Linked DNA regions of Mus musculus: regions 2 and 3 are each linked to region 1. A link is a contact called in public HiChIP or PLAC-seq and promoter capture Hi-C data. All regions are on one chromosome and are shown on one strand. Each heading gives the region's core, a stretch centred on a gene start, on an enhancer-like site or on the middle of the called end of the contact. The rest is flanking DNA. Distances are from core to core; before and after follow the strand shown. Region 1 holds the start of Rnf20 (ring finger protein 20). Region 2 has its middle 21 kb from the start of Gm52718. Region 3 has its middle 29 kb from the start of Cavin4.

Region 1 (3,685 bases), core at 300-2,799:
TAAACACCACAGCTTGCAAATACAGATCAAACATAAATTAATACACCTCACTTCAAGAACTGACCACCACATCAATTCATCTATTTCCCTCTTCTTTGCTAATGCTTATCTCTTAATTCAAGAAGCTTCCATAAATTTCTACTTTCAGGAACAACTGACAGAAGCCAAGCACACTTTTGCAGCCTCGTTTTCTCGTACCGTTGAAGAGACACCTCCTAACTTAATTGTTTCCACGGTGGTCCCTGAATCTTCAACAGCTGTCTTCTTCTCTGGAGGCATAGATGTGCCCGGCTCTCCAGCTGCTCTTTTATTTCCAATTCCTGACATCTTGGTATAAGATGACAGTTATATTTTTCTGAATGAAAAAACAGAAACAAAAATAGAAAACATGAACTGAATCAAGATAAGCAGACATGCCACAATATAAAGTACCTGTATATAAAAACTAGTAATTTTTTTCAGGCCAACTCTTTAACCTAAATCAAATAATTCTACGACAAAACCCATCAACCCTAAATCAAGAGAGAAGGGGGAGGGGAACTGTTGAGGAATGGGATTGACAGGATTATAAATTTCTACACAAGATGCTAATAACAAATAAAATTCTACTCAAATAATAGAGAAGCTATGAATAAATTTCAGGATTCTCACTTCCTGAGATGCCAAAAACAAAAAACTAAAAGAAGGAGAGTTTATTTATGACAGAGGTTAAGGTTAAAGTATTAGGAGACTTGGGGCAAGAGACGTGGGAAACATTAGCTAAGTCATTAATCCTATACAAGTCAGTTATCTCTGAATCTCGGTTTCCTAAACGAAGGACAACAACATGTTGCTAGACTTACTGCAACAAATGGATGGCATAGTTATAGAAACAACTTAGCATAATGTCAGATGAACACTAAGCACCCAGAAATGCAAGCGTTCTCTTTGCAGAGCCTTGTAAACGCTCCCTGAGCAGTTAGTTCTCCAGATGTCAGACGTAGGTGAGCACCCCAGCGCTTCCTTTGGGGAGCCGGGCTGCCTTTAGAGACCGAACCTGCCAACAATCCCCGTTTCTTTATCTGTTCAGACGGGATGCTCTTTCAGTATTTCCTACCTGACTCTGGTTCCGAAACTCACAAGGAGGTGGAATGGATGCTAGATGGCGAGCACCGCGGCCATCAGGGGTCTACATCCAGCCGGCTTCCGATCCAAACTCCGGGACGAGGCGTCAATGGCAAGCAGCAATCTGGGTTGGACCTCGCCTGCAAAGAGAGGAGACGGGAGCTGAGGAGAGAGCGCAGCTTGACTGGAGAGCGCTGGCCGCTGGCTCCGGCGTGGCTAACTACAGGCCGGGAAGATGGGACCCGAGAGTCCTCGCCGCTCACGGCCCGGGAGCAGCAGACGACAGAGCAAACCTGGGCTCTGGCAACTCCCGCCGCAGGGAGCGCGCGGCTCCCAGCGCTTCTTCACGAAGGCCCGAGAGGGACTCCAAGGGATTCACTTGGGATCCGCTGCGAGAGGGACTGAGCTCCACGGAGGCGGAGGCACGGAGAGGAAGTAGGGAAAAGGAAAAGGAAGTTGCTTCAACTTTACCCGAGGCACGGCGAGGAGAGGGCGGAAGTGACGTGTGGGAGACCGCCAGGCGGAAGTGACGCGTGAGGAGGGGGCGCAGTCAGTTCTGCGTGTGCGCTGCCGCCTCTGTGTTGGGATGGGCGGGGACTGTTTCAGACTCCAGTCCCAAAGTGACCGGTCTCTTCAACGCGAAGCATTGTGTACGGTTTTTTTGTTTTTTGTTTTCTTTTTTTTAAGGTCCATTATTATTACTGACGGAAAGCGTTTTGTTTATGTTTTGTGTTGGGGGGGCGGTCCTATCTCATCCAAGCTGCTAATTGGTTGATGGTCCTGTCCATCTCCCAAAGGGCAAGCGCCCTTACCTGAGGTGTGGGTGGAGCACTCTTTAAAGAGATGAAATAGCCTGCGTAAAACTCAAGGAATTTGACCGATTTCTAGTTCTGTGTAGTTTCCTTAAAGGGGATTCCAGCACGGCGATGGTAGCACTCGCCTTTAATCCCAGCACTCAGGAGGTAGAAGCGGGCTGATTCCTCTGAGTTCAAGGCTAGCCTGGTCTACAAAGCGAGTTCTCGTACAGCCGGAGCTACACAGAGAAACCATGTCTTGAAAAACCAAAATAAATAAGCACATAAATACATACATACTATGCATAGAAACCCTGCCTCAAAATAAATAAATACTACACAGAGAAACTCCTGTCTGGGAAGGCCAAAATAAATAAGCGGGGTCTCTATTTAGCACTACCTGCAAATGACACTCAGCTGGAGAACTTTAGTCTCTTGTAGGGTTAAAAAGTCACCTTCGCCGGGCGGTGGTGGCGCATGCCTTTAATCCCAGCACTTGGGAGGCAGAGGCAGGCAGATTTCTGAGTTCAAGGCCAGCATAGTCTACAGAGTGAGTTCCAGGACAGCCAGAGCTACGCAGAGAAACCCTGTCTCAAAAACCAAAAATAAAAAATAAAAAAAAAAATAAAGCCACCTTCATCCCATCCCATCTTCCCCCTATGGATTCTCATCACAGGTTTGGAAACTACTGCTTTAGTGTTTGGAGAGGATAAGATACTGACCAGAGACACTGGGGATGGGGGGGGGGGGGTCGGGGGGGGGGAGGAGGGTGTTAATTAAGAACAAGTCAATTAGTCTGTAATCTCAGTACCCGTCTTAATATGATTTTTTTTTAATGTGTGCATAGGTGTTCGAGTGCCCACATGTAAAGCTCAGAGGACAACTTTTGGAGCTAGGTCGTACTTCGAAGGCTCGGGTCTCAAGGGCTGAACTCGGGGTGACAAGCACCTTTACCCACTAAACCATCTTGCCAGGCCAGTACCAGGATGTTTAAAATTTATTGAGCGTTGATATTTTTTTTACGTTAGAAATAAACTACATCATTCAATTTTACTAAATGCATTTTAATGATAAAAAGGCAATCGATCTAATCTGCCCTTGAAAAGCAGTGTGGCTTCTGAAATTGTGGCAAATTAACCAATGACAGCAGATAAAGGCACAGGGATGTAAGAATGGCTGCTATACCCTTTTTAAAAAATACATGTAAATATGTTTGGAGGAAAACCTAACCCACACCGAATTTCTGGCAGTAGAAAGAATTTGGGTGTTCTTGTACTTGATTAGTCTTACCTGTGCATGAGACAAGAAGGTTGTATTAGTCAGGGTTCTCTAGAGTCACAGAACTTATGGGTAGTCTCTAGTAAGGGAATTTGTTGGTGACTTATAGTCTGCAGTCCAACTCCCCAACAATGGTCAGCAGCAGTTGTGAATGGAAGTCCAAGGATCTAGCAGTTGCTCAGTTCCACAAGGCAAGCAGGCAAAGAGTGAATCTTCCTTCTTTCAGTGTCCCGATGTAGGCCTCCAGCAGAAAGTGTGTCCCAGATTAAAGGTGTGGTGTACCACCACTCCCGGATCTGGGACTTGCTTGTCCCAGGCTGACCTTGAACTCAGAGATCACCTGGCCTCAGTCTCCAGGGATTAAAGGCATGTACTACCTCGCCTGATCCTATGCTTTTCGTGGCCACTATGTCTCAAGATCTCCATGCCAAGATCCAGGTCAGAAATGTGTCTCCCAGCCTCAAGATCTGGACCAAAGGTGAGCCTTCGAATTCTGGATTGTAGTTCAT
Region 2 (3,821 bases), core at 151-2,650, 880 kb after region 1:
ACACCATGACCTCATCAACTCTTATAAGAGAGAGCATTTAATTGGGTCTGGTTTACAGTTTCAGAGGTTTAGTGTCTTTTTGTCATGGTGGGAAGAATGGCAGCACACAGGCAGACATAGCGCTAGAAAGGTAGCTCAGAGGTCTACATCAGGATTTGCAGAGAGAGCAGCACCGGATACACACACACACACACACACACACACACACACACACCACTAGTAAAAGAACTTGCTATAGCCTTAATAAAAATCACTTTCAAACCCTGCATCCCTGTGACAGTATGTATGGGAAGAAGAATCATGGCACTTCTTTGACTTTTATTTCTCAAAGAAGGTCTGTTTTGCAAGGCCTGGAGGCGTGACCATTAGAAGGGAAGGTGGGGGAGACTATTTACCCTGCCTTCTAGAGATAAGCCTTGCTGCAGCATTTTAGGATTTTCTTCTGCATATCCACGCTCATTCCCTAGAAACTTAGGAAAGATAGTGTCAGAGGGCTCCTGATCTGATGCTATTTTTAAGCATTGAAATGCTCCAAAATTAAGCCCAATTAAGAGGTCTGTGAGAGCCAGTGAGGTACAAGGTAACACAGGCTGTCCTGCCCTTCATTTTCTCGTGCATGCTTCACCGATTATAGAATCATAACCATGGAAATCATGAAAATTAAGGAAGACAAATTGGCTACAGGCGTGCAGTCACAATTTCTAGACTACTCCATGCATAAAGCTGAGGTTAATCGGGAGAGTTATAAGAAAATAAATTTCCCCCCTTAACAAAAAGAAATGATCACTATGAGTGTGTCATTAAAGGTGACACAGAGAACTTCTGGTCGCTCATTCATATTGTACTTGTGGTTAAAATCGTGTCTCTTCCCATGTGCTTTTGTGATTTTCTACTTGAACCACAGAATCCAAAGTCAGCTTCCCCTGTCCTTACATAAATGCATACACCCCTCAGGTGGTATTTTCTGGAGAAAATAATAATTGAATAAAAATAATACTTGAAGATCAGATTCTAATCTGAGTTGTAAATTATTAGCTTAGACTATTAAAGGATGCGGCTAACTCATAGGTGAGCTAAATGCAGTGGACTAAAATGAACGCATTTCATTTCTTCTTAGACATTTGATAAGATATTGGTCCTTAGGCATGCTCTGAGAAAGAATACTTTCTTTAAAATTGTGACTCAATCCCCTAATAACCGAAGCACACTATTTAATTCCGGGGGGGGGGGGCATAAAATCCACCCTTTATGCTCTTGCTAGTCACAATTCTGCACTTGCAACTATAAGTTACTAAAAATATTGAAGGAATTACAACAGCTGTTCAGAGCTGAAACCCTACGCCCAGAAACTGCTGTTGGGCTGGAAATCGCCCGTCATCGCTGAGTCAGGCATCTGTATGCGAGTCTGCCAGGGAGCAGTCATCGCTTTGTGCCAGATTTAGCAGGTGCTCTGTTCCTGTTCCAAAGGAGAGAGAGTCTCCCTAAAAATATCTATCTTCCTTGTTCACCCAGGCGCCGCATTATTCTGGGAATGAATGCGTTTTTAGTGACAATAGGAAACGTGTGTTTATCTTTGCACCATTTCATGTTCAAAAGGGAAAAGGAGATTTGTTTATGTTGGTGTGGGGTGGAAAATGTAAGTCAAGATCTGAGACACTGTACTCCACAGATCCTGGAGGGAAGAGGGGCCAGCAAAGCAGCTCAGACTCTCCCAGGAGTTATCCTAACACTCCTCAGAGCCCAGGGACCTGGGTCACCCGGCATTTCTTGGGAGTGTCTACTTATGTTCTAGACACTCCTTACCCCAGCATCAGACAGTAGAAATTTGTCACAAATTTACATTGAAAACTGGATCTTTAGCTGGAGGATAAGTATAATTAAGGAAGGTTGTTTTTTTTTTTTAATTAGATTCTGAAGTGCGGGATACCCATGTTGGTTTCTCATAATGTCGCTCTGGTTGACCGCCCTACAGGACCTGTGCTCTTCCCTTCCCTCCCCCCCCCCCCGTCTTCTCTGCTGCACCCTGATATCTCTCCACCCCTCCCTCTTTATCCTGTTGTCTTCCCTCCATCCTTCTCCCTTAGAAACCTCCTTTCCAGTTTCATGGGCCCCTTCCAATTTCCTAATATTTTTCCATAACTTCTCCACCTGGTTACACAATCTTACAATTACAGGCTAGAATCTGCAAACGAGAGAGCACATGAAATATTTGTCTTTCTCCACCTGGGTTACCACACTTAAAATAATGTTCTCCAGTTTCATCCGCTCACCAGCAAATTTCCTAATTTTGTTTTTCTCTGGGGCTGGATAAAATCCCATCACGCATCTGTACTGCGCTTCACTATCCATGCACCATTGATGGCATCTAGTCTGGTTTCCTGGTTGTTGTGAAAAGAGTTTCAATAACCATGGTTGAGCAGGTATTGTTTGCTGTGGCAGGCTGGAAAGTCCTTCGGGCACAGGCCCAGCAGTGATATCTGGGTTGGATGAGATTTCCATGCTTAGCTATGAAAGCCCTCTGTGCTGATTTCCACAGCAGCTGCCACACTAAGTAACATGCCCACGGGTTACAGGTCTCAGCTCTTTCTTACAGCCCGTGGATTCTTAGGTTTGGTCTCTTGCATGTACCCAGACTTCTTGAACTTTCTATGGTATTCATTGACTTTTTTTGTATGTGTGTATTTATGTGTACTATTGTCTCCGCTGATGATATTTTCTATTGTATTTTTCGTTGGGTCTTTCATTTCCAGAATTTCTGCTTAGCTATATAATTGTTTGGGTGTTTTATTTCCTTGCTGAATTTTGCCTTCATACTTTTACATCTTTAATCTTTCAGGTCTATATGTCTTTCATTGGTAAGTTTCTTTTGCTTGTCTTGGATCATATGAATCCTATAGTTGGTCTTTGAATCTTTTTTCAATTTATATTTATTTATTAGTTTCCTATGCACGTCTGTCTGCGTATTGCAGCAGGACATGCATGTGGGAGTCAGAGGACAACTTGAGCTAATTACTTATCTTTCCCTCATGGGAGTTCCAGGGTTTGAACCTACATCCTCAGGTTTACTGAGAATGCCTTAACCCACTGAGCCATTCCACCCACTGGTCTTGAACCTTTAAAAGCTAGTCTTTTGCGGTCACTTTAGTTGCCACATCATCTTTGTGTTCTGGTGTTGTGAAGCTCTCAGTTTGTGGAGCTGCCGTAGTGGAGTGCTGACTCTTGTGTTGTCTTTCTCAGCTCAAATGTTTCATGCAAATGTTGGGTGGAGGGTGTCCTCCGGGTTGTAGCTCCTTCCTTTTCCCATGGTTTTCTTTTGCTTTGTTTTATGTGAGTCCTCCAAGTGAATTTCTTTGCTTGGATTTATATTCAGAGGGAAAGTTGACTAATAAAAACTATGATGGACTGACAAATGTCTCAGAGTTAGCTATAGGAAAGATATGTGTTTTCCTGTGAAGGTTTTAGATAGATGCCCTAAGGTCCTCTGGGTCCATATGATTCTCTCTCTGGTGGGAGAGTTCTATTGGTCAGTATCACTTGCTCTGAGGTCACCAAGAATGCAGTTCACAGCCAGTCACAACTCAGCAGGAGCCCTTGTCACTTTGGGCCTTCTGGGCAGTCTGCTCTTAGGGTCAGCGCTCAGACCTCCAGTCTTGTTCCTGGCTTGCTCACTACCAATTGCACCACTATTGTGAGCCTGGATGGCCCTGCTGGCTCACCCCCAGGAATGCCCATATGGATGTCACTTGACAATAGTTTTACAAGCAAAACTTTCTTTGCCAACACATTCCCTCAGCTTCTGGCTTACCATCCATGACCTTCTG
Region 3 (3,355 bases), core at 147-2,646, 940 kb after region 1:
ATGTGTGGGTTTGATGAGTACAGGTGTCAAGGTTGACATGAGGAGGTCTGTGCTGGTTTGAATAAGAATAAGCCTTATAAGGCTCATGTATTTGAATGCTTGGTCACCAGGGAATGGCACCATTAGAAAGGATTACAAGGATTACAAGGTATGGCCTGATTGGAGGTAGTGTGTCACTGGGAGTTTTGAGGTTTCAAAAGCCCAAGCCAAGCCCAGACCCCACCCCCACCCCCCACCCCACCCCCACCCCCACCTATGGTTCAGGATATAAAGCTCTCTCACCTAGTGCTTCAGTGTCTGCCTAGATGCTGCCATGCTTCCCTCCATGATGAAAATGAACTAAGCCTCTAGAACTGTAAGCTTGATGCTTTCTTTTATAAAAAGAGTTGTGATAATGATGCCTCTTCATAGTAATAGAACAGTGACTAGGGCAAGGTCATAGGACAACTTTGTGGAACTGGCTCTCTCCCTGCAGACATGGGCTCTGCAGATCAACCCTTCTGACTGCTTCCAGTCTTATGCAGAACTCACATCTCCAGGCTTGTGAGGCAAGAGCTTTTTTACCCACTGTGCTATCTTACTGCCTGTCTTTCGGGTTTTTTTTTTTTTTTTTTTTTTTTTTTAGAAATAGTCTTGGGGATTAGTCAAGGCTAGTCTCGAACTCATGCCCTTCTTGCCTTAGCCTCCTGAGTACTAGATTAGAAGCATAAGCCACCATACCAGGCTATAAAATAGTAGTTTTATTACACATTTAACTACAATAGTTTGAAGGACAATTTAAGAAGATACGGCCAAGAATATGTCTCTTGATACTGCCCCACGCTCTCTTCACTTCTTCATTAAACAGAAATGTGTTAGTCTAAAATTACTTTGAAATAAAATATGCATATCTGGAAGGCCAGCAAGTGTGTGTGTATACATGCACACACTAAGTATATACAATGAAGAATATGTCATATAATAACTTTCCTACAAAAAAATTAAGAGGAAAAGAGACCGCCTACTTGGGTTCTTTGGGATGTTTGTTTGTTTGTTTGTTTGTTTGTTTGTTTTAAACCAATACTCTGAGAGCTGAGAATTCTCTCCCTGGCACAGACCTTCCCACAAGTGTACAACCATCATTTACCTAAAGAAGAGAAATCTAACAGGCCCTAGATACAGTCTGTGTGAGCTCTAAAATTATTAACTTGTTTCTTGTTTTTCTGGTTTCATAAGTGCAAAAACAGTTAGGAAGCTAAGAAATGGCCACTCTCTTTACTCAAAAGGTTTGGCAGGAAGATGACCTGTGCGGACTGTATTTAATCACACAACCCTTGCGAAGCGAGTTAACACAGTCCTGACTGAGCTAAGCCTGAGCACCTCCTCGCTCATAATTAGACTGCACCAGCCATGCCAAGAGTATTCTTGAATGAAAGGTAAATAGCTACTGGGCCTTTGATTTCCATCTTGATAAATGAAGTAATTAGTCTAACGGCCCCAATCTGGGAAAGCGTGCTGAGAAAGTACAAGGAGTTCACATGTATCGCCTTTGTTCTTCCCTTAAAAACTGACAGGAAGCCAGTCTGCCACGCAGCTCACTCCTTTAATCCCAGGAGAGGCAGAAGACCCAGCTCTGAATTTGAGGTCAGAATGGTCTACACAGCGAGCTCCAGGACAACCAGGGCTACACAGAAAAACCCTGACCCTTAAAAGAAAAGGAAGGAAGAAAGGAGGGAGGGAGGCAGGGAGGGAAGGAGGGAGGGAGGGAGGCAGGGAGAGAGGGAGGGAGGGAGGGAGGGAAAGGAAAATATAGAAGGGGAGAGGGAAGGGAGGAGAGTGGAGAGGAGGAAGAAAACACTGAACGTGTACAGCACATAAAGTGCACAATTCCTGAAAATAATTCTGATTTAAATCTCTAGGAGCCCTCAGCAATCTATACTGCCCTCCCCAAGCAAGTATGCTCCTCAGAAAGAAGTCAGATCTTCCCCACAGCTAAGCCAGATATAAGGCTTCTAAGCAGTTTCCACGCATCTAGACCAGATAATCCCAAACATTGTAACACTAAGTAGTACTGGCTTTGAAGATCCTGTGATCTCTGTCCTGGCCCAGTTAAAATTTGTTTACCAAGACAGGCAGAAGCCGGATTTGGGCCTGGGACCCTTACTGCATTTCCTTCCAGAATCTACTCTGGGCAAAGCTAAGGAGCGGCCATGATACAGCCATGTATTCTGGATCCCCTGCAAACCAGAGCTCAAGAGTTCTCACATACTCCCTAACACTCATCTCTAAATAATGCAATGCCCGGTTCCCCAGGGAGTCTTCCCCTTTGTCTTGCTTGTTGGTATTCCTAACTGTTCCTCTGTCAGGGAAGAGGTGGAGGATGTAACCACCGTTTCCAGAGGAATTTCCAGAAATTCCAGAGGACTTTGGATTCATGTACTTCACAAGGGTCCTCTTCTGGCTCAATGTATTTAAACCTAAACCCCTAGGGGTTTTTATCTCTATAAGGAGACCAAGCGACATTGTGTCCTAGCCTGCCATCTTGTGGCAAACTGGAGCATGGGCAGGGAAATCACACGGGACCAGGACAGGAGGAGCAAGGATAGGCTTTGTCACAGGTGTTAGACCCTGCAAACCCCGCAGGGTCAAGAGAGCCACAGTCCCTGCCTTCAGTTTATAATTCATAAAAGCAGGGGTTGGGTATCAATCCAAAAGATTGTCTGAAAGTGAGTAAAGGCCAACCTTCGACCGTCAGAAGGTGGAAACCGACGGTTAAAATGAAGACAGCAGTGTGGTGCCGCACACTGGGAATCTCAGCACTTGGAAATCTGAGGCAGGAGGATTGCCATGAGTTAAAGCAGTTCTGGGCTGTATGATGAAATTCAAGCCATCCTGGCTACAGAATGAGATCTCATCTCAAAAATACATACATACATACATACATACATACACACACACACACACACACACACACACACACACACACACACACATACATACACACATACATACGGTGAAGGGAAAGGATTCCAGAGAGAATGGTGTCTGTAAAACTGCCAGGGAAGAGGAAGGAGAGAGACTGTGATGTGAAAGGAGAGGTCAGGAGACTAAAGGGGGCCAGATATTACAGGGGCTCACAAGGAAACGTCGGGGCTTCTCTTCACACTATGAGTGAGTATAGCAAAACCGTGAACTTGGCCCTAAGGAGGAAAGACAGGCAGGGGTGGGTATCAATCCATTGGATCGCATTTCTAACCAGGTCCCATTGTGCATCAGTTGGGATCTCAGGATCTAATCAAGAGTCTAACTAACACTGCAACAAGTTTATCTGGGAAAGTTTGGGATCCAGTAATTACAGGATTGGAGGATTGGAATA

The links. Promoter capture Hi-C pulls out the DNA fragments that hold promoters and counts their contacts. HiChIP or PLAC-seq counts read pairs in DNA pulled down with a chosen protein or histone mark.
Region 2: a contact with region 1 is called in a promoter capture Hi-C map of hippocampal neurons, with 3 times the contacts expected there. The contact joins the enhancer-like site here to the promoter of Rnf20 in region 1. A contact is called at or near these places in 9 of 39 promoter capture datasets (the C10 cell line, cranial neural crest, frontonasal cranial neural crest and 4 more), 4 of 484 Hi-C or Micro-C datasets (cardiomyocytes, cortical neurons, embryonic fibroblasts and 1 more), 6 of 115 datasets of contacts at active chromatin or transcription factors (bone marrow-derived macrophages, embryonic forebrain, embryonic stem cells and 3 more) and 1 of 9 other capture datasets (embryonic stem cells).
Region 3: a contact with region 1 is called in an H3K4me3 HiChIP or PLAC-seq map of embryonic forebrain, with 11 times the contacts expected there. The contact joins the enhancer-like site here to the promoter of Rnf20 in region 1. A contact is called at or near these places in 11 of 39 promoter capture datasets (the 3T3-L1 cell line, 3T3-L1-derived adipocytes, cranial neural crest and 8 more), 3 of 15 datasets of contacts at CTCF or cohesin (embryonic stem cells, large pre-B cells and pro-B cells), 18 of 484 Hi-C or Micro-C datasets (B cells, cerebellar granule neurons, cerebellum and 10 more), 9 of 115 datasets of contacts at active chromatin or transcription factors (astrocytes, embryonic basal ganglia, embryonic forebrain and 5 more) and 1 of 9 other capture datasets (embryonic stem cells).

Annotation. Positions count from the first base shown.
Region 1 is chr4:49,629,924-49,633,608 of GRCm38.p6, reverse strand. Rnf20 (ring finger protein 20) reads right to left here and starts at 1,549. Exons shown (of 21, transcript NM_182999.2): 1 at 1,398-1,549; 2 at 1,097-1,244; 3 at 199-355. The coding sequence starts at 327. It overlaps Gm45952 (predicted gene, 45952), which reads left to right and starts at 1,657. Exons shown (of 2, transcript NR_168526.1): 1 at 1,657-1,754; 2 at 2,746-2,951.
Region 2 is chr4:48,752,545-48,756,365 of GRCm38.p6, reverse strand. No RefSeq gene overlaps it. Among named protein-coding and RNA genes, the nearest start is that of Gm52718, 21 kb to the left of the region's middle. Within about 2 kb of position 1,400, at least 55 of the 459 cell types and tissues checked have an H3K27ac peak or open chromatin away from gene starts, as enhancers often do. A contact at or near this core is called in cortical neurons and hippocampal neurons, where this site is marked.
Region 3 is chr4:48,691,147-48,694,501 of GRCm38.p6, reverse strand. No RefSeq gene overlaps it. Among named protein-coding and RNA genes, the nearest start is that of Cavin4, 29 kb to the right of the region's middle. Within about 2 kb of position 1,396, at least 12 of the 459 cell types and tissues checked have an H3K27ac peak or open chromatin away from gene starts, as enhancers often do. A contact at or near this core is called in embryonic forebrain, where this site is marked.